2 separate regions of the Capra hircus genome follow, and region 1 is linked to region 2. The links are chromatin contacts, called in public Hi-C maps. All regions are on one chromosome and are shown on one strand. Each heading gives the region's core, a stretch centred on a gene start, on an enhancer-like site or on the middle of the called end of the contact. The rest is flanking DNA. Distances are from core to core; before and after follow the strand shown. Region 1 overlaps LMNA (lamin). Region 2 holds the start of MEX3A (RNA-binding protein MEX3A).

The links. Hi-C and Micro-C count contacts between places; a contact is called where the count stands out from the background.
Region 1: a contact with region 2 is called in a Hi-C map of blood, with 1.8 times the contacts expected there. The contact joins the enhancer-like site here to the promoter of MEX3A in region 2. A contact is called at or near these places in 4 of 5 Hi-C or Micro-C datasets (blood and liver).

Annotation. Positions count from the first base shown.
Region 1 is chr3:105,469,800-105,474,150 of ARS1.2, forward strand. LMNA (lamin) reads left to right here. Exons shown (of 13, transcript XM_018046279.1): 3 at 1,674-1,830; 4 at 3,130-3,255; 5 at 3,539-3,709; 6 at 3,892-4,017. Among named protein-coding and RNA genes, the nearest start is that of SEMA4A, 16 kb to the right of the region's middle. Within about 2 kb of position 1,557, at least 5 of the 5 cell types and tissues checked have an H3K27ac peak or open chromatin away from gene starts, as enhancers often do.
Region 2 is chr3:105,428,062-105,432,517 of ARS1.2, forward strand. MEX3A (RNA-binding protein MEX3A) reads right to left here and starts at 2,026. Exons shown (of 2, transcript XM_018046277.1): 1 at 1,483-2,026. The coding sequence starts at 1,936.

The sequences.
Region 1 (4,351 bases), core at 307-2,806, 41 kb after region 2:
AGTTCTGAAGTCATGGAAAGTTGGGGCTGTGCTCCCAGCCAGGGGATGGGCCGGATGGCAGCCAAAACCTGAGCTGGGTTTTGACTTTATTTTTAGCTTTTCTGGCTAAGACGGAGGAGGGGAGAGCTCCTTCAGGTCTGGAAGGGCCTCTTTTCACAGGAGACAGACATTCTTGCTCTAAACAGCTTGTTCTGAAATGTGGCCAGAGGCCTGGACAGAGCAAGGCTGGGGGTGCTCCCCCGAGATCTTCACGTCCTTCCCCTGCCTGCCGGGGTGGCACTCTGTCCCCCTCGCAGTGGAGCCCAGTTGGAGGGGAGGTGACTCCTGATTGAAGACTTCTAAGCTGGTGGCAGAAGCACACTGCCCCAGTCTTGAGCTCTCCGTCCAGAGCTTCTCCTGCTGGGCCTTCTTCATCCTTCTTCACACTGAATTGCTGGGGCTCCTGGAGCTGCAGGCTTGGTGGCAGGAGAAAAATGTTGGCGGGGCCACTTCTCTGCTTTCCAGGATAGATTTCTTTCTCCCCCTGCCCACATTTGCTTTTCGTTTTTCCCATCTGCCCAAGTGGGTTCATGCTTGAAGTCTGCTGAGTCGCAGATGGCAGCTAGGACTAGGCCCCTGGGCTCTTTCCTTCCACTCCCTGGGTCTAGTGCTTTCTCTCCCCACACATCGGTGAAGGGATCATTCCAACTGGGAAGTTCTTGCATTCCCCAGAGGTCTTTAAGAAAATAGGATCCGTCTATTTCTCCAGGTCGCTATCCAGCAGAAATAATCAGGGGCCCGGAAAGGGAAGGGAGGTGGCAGAGGCCACCCCCTGTTTGAACTGGTTCTAGGTAAAGCTTTACCCAGTTTGAGGAGTGCGGAGGTTCACGGCTGGAGCCCAGATGGACCTGGAGGCCTGGGGTCACATCTGGAACCAGATGCTGGGCTTGTGGTCGATAGGTTGGGCTCAGCATTCTCAGGCTCTGATGAGGCCGAGAGAGAGGAAGCCTGGAACCCTTGTGCTCTGCCCCATCAGGGGACCCAGACAGGGCCTGAGAAAGGAAAAGGTCAACACAATGCCTGCTCGTCTTCATTCCAGGTCTCCCTGAGCTTTGACCAAACTTTCCCTCCCAGCAGTCCCTGGTGTGTAAAGGGACTAGGGCAGGTGACTGACACTTTTAGCACTCAAACTGATAAGCGTCAGGCACACTCAGACCCCAGGGCTAGGAGCCTGGCAGTCTGGATCCCTGCAGAGGAGGAGGCTGGGCTGAATGGAAGGTGGGTGGAGTCAGGGGGAGAAGGTTAAGGCCCTATGTGAGAAGGGGCAGGAGACAAAGGTGGTTCTGTCTCTTTGGAAAGGAATGGGAGGGGAGAGAGGGAAAAGCATTCAGCTCATGGGATTGAGCTTTGCCCTTGGCCCCAGGCACGTTCCTGAGCACTGAGTCATGGGAAGGGTGGAGAAGCAGGAAAGGGGTTTGGGGGGCCTTGGGAGAAGTGGGAGTCCAGCCCCAGAGGCGGGCAGACGCAAACAAACCAGAGCCAAGGATGCCCTCTCCTGGCAGCTTGGGGGATAGCAGAGCCAGGTCCTGCCGCTGACCTCCCAGGACCTGACTTCTCACTCTCCCTGGGAGACCTAACTCTGTCTAGGAACGCAGACTCCTCCTCTTAAAGCCACTCTTTTCTGGCTTCTTCAGCAATTCCAAGAAGGAGGGAGACCTGATGGCCGCCCAGGCCCGGCTCAAGGACCTGGAGGCTCTGCTCAACTCCAAGGAGGCCGCACTGAGCACTGCTCTCAGCGAGAAGCGCACGCTGGAGGGCGAGCTGCATGACCTTCGGGGGCAAGCGGCCAAGGTGAGGCCCACCCGAGACCCACCCAGACGCGGGCACCCTGCTCCCCGCCCAAACGCACACTCACTGCTCCCTCCAGGCATTCTCAGGAGGCGCCTGTCCCACCGCGTCAGAGCCATTCCTGTGTCCTAGCATTGCTGCATCCATCCAGACCACAGTGCTTCCTCCTCTGCTGCCCGTGGTGTCTAGCACCATGAATTTAAAAGAATCCACAAACCGTTTCCATCTGACTTTGAAATGAATCGTGCCTGGCCCTGGAGTCCTCCCGTTTGGCCTTGCTATAGACAGCCGTGACCTCTCTGGAAGATCAGAGGAGAGTGTAGACTGTCCACAGAGCCCTAGTTGGGAGCTGATGGCTGACCATATATGGACGTATGTTTTTAATGTATACGATGGTCTTTACTTTCAAACACTTTGCTGTCGATTCCAGCGTCTAGTCTCATGGTATAAGCTGGGCAACAGAATCAAAGAAGCAGGCTTGTTCCCAATCTCACCGCCACATCTGCTCAGAGTAAGGTCAGGACTAGAGTCAGCCACCAAGCCTCTGTCCAGGGCGCTCTTCCCTGCTAGGCCTTGCCACCAGAGTACACTGTGGAGAGACCGGGAGAAACCAGCAGTTTGGCCAGAAAATCAAGGCTGGGCCATTCTGCTCCCAGGCCCTGCCCCCAGCCCTTCCCAGCTGCACCGCCCAGCTTGTGCTTTCTAAGATGAAGATCTAGGAAAGGTGCACCCCTACTCAGGCTTCAGAGGATCTTTTCGTGGCAGTAAGGGTGCGATCCATGGATCCATGGCCCAGCCCCTGCCTTCCAGTCCAGACACCTCTGCCGTCACTCTCCCCGCAGGGCCCCATCCTTCGGCTTCGGCAGTACTGAGCCTTCCGCAGTGCACATGTGTGCTTTCGTGCCTCTGCGCCCTTGCACTTGCTCCTGTCTGCCCACTCGCCTGTCCTTCAGATCGCAGACTCTGGAGGCCTTCCTACAAGCCCCCCGCTACCACCCCAGGCACACTTTGGTCCCTTCCCTCGTGTTCCTTCTGTACTCTGGGCATATTTCCGTGGCTGTAGCAAAATACAGCTATAGAAAGAGGAGGCACTCTCTATATTTTCATTAGCACAGCAACTCTCCAAGGTCATTACTGTGAAGTAGATGCGTCATCACCTCTGTGGGCATCCAAGGCTCTTGCTCCCTTAGGCCTGTTTCTCCACATACAAAGGGAGGTGCTGGACATGACCCCCTTCTCAGCTTCCTTCCAGCTCTGGTGTCCTATGACCCCCCTCCCTGACCTCTGTCCCCTTCCTCTCAGCTCGAGGCAGCCCTGGGTGAGGCCAAGAAGCAACTTCAGGATGAAATGCTGCGACGAGTGGATGCTGAGAACCGGCTGCAAACCCTGAAGGAGGAGCTGGACTTCCAGAAGAACATCTACAGCGAGGTGGGAACTGTGCCCTGCAGACCGGAGGACTGGGGCTGGGTGGTGAAAGATGTCAGAGCTGGGCTGGGGGATCAGCTGTGTGCAGAGCCCCCCGGCCAGGCTGGCTTGTACTAGTGATGGGGAGTCGGGGTGAGGGCTGGGGGGAGTGGTGGCCAGCCCCCAGGTTAAAGCGGAGCTCACAGTGACTTTGTTCAGTGTTAGGATTGGGCTGGGAGCTCAGCCACTTGGGCCTCATCCTCAAAGGCCTAGTTCTGATTTTGGTCTCTGGGTCCACCCCTTCCAGGAGCTCCGTGAGACCAAACGCCGCCACGAGACGCGCCTGGTGGAGATTGACAATGGGAAGCAGCGAGAGTTTGAGAGCCGGCTGGCGGATGCCCTGCAGGAGCTGCGGGCCCAGCATGAGGACCAGGTGGAGCAGTACAAGAAGGAACTGGAGAAGACCTATTCGGCCAAGGTGCTCATTCTCCCGGGGTTCCCATGCTGCCTCTGTCCCCAGCAGCCCTCCCTGCTGCCCTCCCTGAGATGTCCTGTGGGAGATTGCTCCGGACCTCGGGCTGCAGCAGCGATGTCCTTCTCCGGTCCCTGCCTCCTTCCTGGTTGGTCCCCGCAGCCCTAACCCTGTGCCCTCCCTCCCAGCTGGATAATGCCAGACAGTCAGCGGAGAGGAATAGCAACCTGGTGGGGGCCGCCCACGAGGAGCTGCAGCAGTCCCGAATCCGCATCGACAGCCTCTCGGCCCAGCTCAGCCAGCTCCAGAAGCAGGTGCTGCCCCGCCTCCCCCCCCCTCCCACCGCCCCTCCCCTCCCCATAGGGCAGGCACAGAACATGCCCCCAGGAGCATGGACTGAGTAAGAAGCCTGGGATTTGGAGCCACATGACCTGTTTGCTGGTCCAGGACTACCTCTTAACTCTTGATATTTACCTGCTTGACCTTCACTTCTCAGAGCCTAGGTTTTCCTGTCCTCCCTAACTCAGATCTGCCACAAAACTCAGTGTGAGGTGTTAAAAGTGGAAAAAAAAAAGAGTGAAAGTGTTAGTCACTCAGTCATGTTTGACTCTGTGTGACCCCACAGATTGTAGCCTGCCAGGCTCCTCT
Region 2 (4,456 bases), core at 776-3,275:
GATGCGGAGGCAGAAGAGGAAAGAATGACTCCATGAAATTCCGGGGCCTCCCAAGACCACCCCCGCACCCAAGAAAAGATAACAGTGTCCCCACCCGATTCCAGGGCTCTGGGTCCCTAGTTTCTGACAACAAGAGGAAATCCAACTTTTAAAACCAGAAATCCCAAGAGATGGGGTGCCCCAGGGGGATGAGGGCTACGCCGGGGAGTGGCATCTTTCCCTCCCCCATTCTGGATCTCCCAGCAAAATCCCCCCAACCCCCCACACTTCGGGTAGACGAGGTGTGATGTGGAGTAGGGGCCCCCCTGACCTGCCTCCCCTCCTCACCAGCCAGCAGCCGGCCTCCTCCTTCACTCCCAGCCGGAATGCAGCTTCTCTATTGTTCCCCACTGTGGGACAGCTCCTCCCCTGCTCCTCCCCCACCCCACACCTCCCCAGTCCAGCCCCCTTGCAATTTCCAAATCCCGCCCCCCCCCCCCACTCCCCGTTGGGAAACTGGGAGAGGGAAGGGTCCCCAGGATCCCGTCTGCTCAATCTGGACCCTTACCAACATTCCCACCCCCACCCGCCCAGGGATGCTGGAGCAGAGGAGGGTGTGGTATCAGACACTCTACATTGGATTAATTCTGTACCCACACCCCCTCCCCAACAACACACCCAGACCCATGCCCTCCAGCAAATCTCCAGGTGATGGTTCCTCACCCCTCAGCATGCCCCTTCCCACCCAGTCCTACTCTCTCACTACCAGAGACCCTTCTCCAGGCCTCTGGCCCCTTGCCGTGGCCAGCCCAGAACAAAAGCCTGAGAGGGAGGAGAAGAGGTCCACACCGGGACGTGGCACTTCGCTGGAGGCACCCCTTCCAAAATCTCATAGACCATCCAACTTTAGTGTGCGGGTGACCACGGGACTCCCTCCTCCCAGCAGCCCCCCTTCCCCACCTCACCCCCAGGCTGGGACCCTCCCATGAGCCACACCCCCTTCCATTCCTACACTCAGCCCAACAAAGAGACAGATACTCAGTCTGCCTTCCTGGGCCAGGTCTCCCCCAAAGTCTGTAACTCCAGGTGGCTGGGGGTCCCAGGGGTGCCCCCTCCCCAAACCACTAGTAGATGCCGTAGTTGGGGCTCCTGAGTAACTCTTTTGCACATTCGGCCAGTTTTTCTGGCTACGAGTGGACACCCCCTCCGGACAGCCTCCCCGGATTGGAAAACCGATCCCCCTCCCTTTTCCCTCTCTCCGAGAGAGGATATTTCTTTGTCTAAGGGCAGAGCCCTAGGGAAGGAAGGATCTGGAGGACAGTTCCAACTAGGGGGTAGCAGGGAACTTTGAGGCACTTCGGAATCAGGGTAGGGGGCGGGTCCCCCTTTGTGGGGAAGGGACTGAGCCAGAGGCGGGCAAGGAGGGAGGAAGTGAACTTTCCATGCTAGGGATGGGGTGCCCCCCAACTCCAGCCCCTCTCCGCGGTCCCGGCGCCCGCTTACCTTGCCTGCCCACGATCTCTGCCACGTGCTCGGAGGTGGGCACTGGTACACACTCGGTGGTGTTGCTGCTGCCCTTCAGGCGCAGCTCGGCCTCTTTGTAGAGAGCGCAGAGCTTGGCGTCGCTGGCCCCTTTGGGGGCGGTGGGGGGCTGGGGCGTCTGCGCCGCGGGGGCCGCCGTCGGGGCGGCCGGGGGCGCCGCGGGCGGCGGCGGCGGGGCCGGCTGCGGGGGGGCGGCCGGCTGCGCGGGGGCGCCGCCCCCCCCACCTCCCCCGTCCTCGCCCGCCGTGGAGGCGGGGGGCTCCCCCAAACCCAGGAGGCAGAGTTGATCGAGAGCCAGCTGAAGGGCGCGCTCGTCTTCCAGCAGCCCTCGGTCCTTAGCGCTTCCCCCGAAACATCCTAGTTCTCCAAAGCCCCCATTTCTTTCCATTATTCCAGATACCACTAGACTAGGCATGGCGAAACAAAAGCTGGGGGAGAGAGAGAGAGGGAGAGAGAGAGGTGGTGGAAGGGAAAAGGGGAGAGAGGAGGGGAGGGGAGAGGAGAGGAGGGGGGTGTGTGGGGAGGGGGGAACAAAGAACTGGGGAGGGGGGAAGAAAGCGAGATAGAAAGATAGACCCTCCCTCTAAGCCCCCCTCCCCAAACACCCTGTAACCCGACTCCCCTCGCCCCAGCCCCCGGGGTGGGGGTGGGGGGATAGAGAAGCAAAACCGAGAAAGCAGATCTCCTCTCCTCTCCGGGGGTGACGGGGGGGCGGGGGGCTGCGGGATCTCTGCCCCCACCCCTCCCGCCTCGGTCCCGGGAGTCTCTAGACCCCACCGTCCAGACGCCCCCCTTAGGCTCCCGCACCGAGCCCCAGTCCAGGAGCGGCGCTCAGTGGCCCCCAATAGAGCCCAGCCCCTTCCAGCGCTCAAACTCTTTTGTTTTAAATGAACTGGATGGAGCAGCATGGAACTGACGGGAGGGGGGCGCGCCGGGGGCGCCCGGGGCATGCCGGGAGTTGTAGTTCCCGCCCTCGGGGGCGCGGGGACGAATTCCTTGACCCGAGGAAGACAGGGATGTGCCTTCGGTCTTTACGCTCTGCTGGGAGGCGAAGCCGGGGGTGGGAAGGCAGTCGAGGTCCCTCATTTTTAAAGAGGAAAGGAGTCAGTGTACAGAAACGGAACGGGTTGAAAACAGGCTAATGGAGTGTGCCCCCCTCCCAAAACGGGCTCCTTCGCGATCCCGGCCAGTCTTAGGTCCCTCTTTCTTATGGTAATGAGGCGGGGGGAGAGGGCGGGGAGCTGTCCCGGCTGGGCCACTGCGGCTTTCTCTGGCTTTCTCTCTCCTCTTCCCCCTCCCTGCCGCGCTCCCTCTCCGCTCTCCGCTCCCCCCTCCCGTTCTCCCAGAGTCGATCCCGGCTCCGGGCCGCGGGCAGAGGTTCTCCGCAGAGCAGACAAAGCCCGCAGCGGCGATGCGTGGAGAACACGGCTCTGCGCGCTGGGGGGAGGGGGTGGGGGGCCGGGATGGGGTGCCGGGTTGGAGGGTGGGACCCCCTGGCAAAAGACGGGGTCCCCTCTTCCCCAAGCGGCAAGCCATCCCCCTTCCTCCCTTCCCTCCCCCCAGTCTCGGAGATCAGAGAAGCACCGACTGGGAGGTGAGTTAGTTAACATCCTTCTGATCAGTGGAGGGGAGCTGGGAGGGCTGTGGAGAAATGAGGTGAGGAGGATGAAGGGGTGGAGAGAAGTACGGGACCGAGAGCGGGGAGGCAAGGGAAGTCTTAAAGGCATGATAGGAGTTAACAGTTTCGGGTGAGAGCCACACGAGCTTTGGGTGCGACGGAAGGAGGAAAGAAGACACCGGGTGGAATGGAGACCCAGACTTCCTCAGGCCCGGGCCATCCGTTTAGCTTGGAGGTGCTCTGTTCTTTAGCCGTCACCATCATTCCACTTGGCCTCACCCACCTCTCCCCCATTGAAAACCCACTAATTCAGCTCCTTTGACTCTGGAAATTAGGTGAAAGTAAAAATCAGTTTTTAAGTCGTGAATTGGAGAGCTGGGCATTTTTAGGGGAGTTTGTGGAAGTTGGAGTGTAATGCAATCTTTTCTTCTCCCCTTATCCCATAGCTTCGGCATTTCTTTTGTCACCCTTTTTATGCCTGGGTCTTTCCCAGTAAGAGAGAGGATGGCACTGCAACCTGAGGGCTTGAGGACGGACTTTTAAGAAGAACTTCCCAAAAAAGTTTGATAGGAATGGGTGGGTGTTCTTTTTTGGAGTGCCTTGGAAACCAAAAATCTGAGCTAGTTTGTGAGGTAACGTCCTGCTTGGAGGCAGGGGGATGGGGGAACGGAGGAGATGACCTCATAGACCAGGCACTGTGAGGCTGTGAGGGCTGAGCTGCGAAGCCCAGTTCCCTAAATTGATTCTTGGAAAGAGTAAACTTGCACACCAAGGGGAGGGTGGGAGACAGGAGGATGTCAGGAGGGCGTGGGAGTTGGCTTACTGTGGGTCTCTTGCTCTTTGCCCAGCGGAAGATCCAGGGAAGGAAACCATGACAGAGAAACACTGGAAGGCCCCAGAATTGGGGATGAGATGCCCTCTGGATCAAAGATTAAACAAAATTAGCAACAAACCTTTTTTTGGGGATTAAGTGCTCCCACCTCTAAGCAAGAGTGAGAGAGGAAGAATTGGAGAGATGAGACCTTTGGCTGTTCCCTGCTCTTGTCCACTCTCCTACCCCAGGAACCCAGGCTGGGGGACCTGGGAGCCGTGGGGGAAGCTTCCCGCTCTGTGGACAGGTGACTGTTTTGCACATTATCAGAAATCGCAGACACTTGTGTAGGTCTGACCGTGTGCCAGGCATTTTTGTCACCAGCTGGTCGAAGCCTTCCTGTCCCCACCAAAATGAGATTCCCCCTAGACACCCATTCCTGAATTTTCCCTGCTTCCACTTTCCTCCCCACTAAGCTAATTAAAGCAGGAGGTTAATGATCAAAG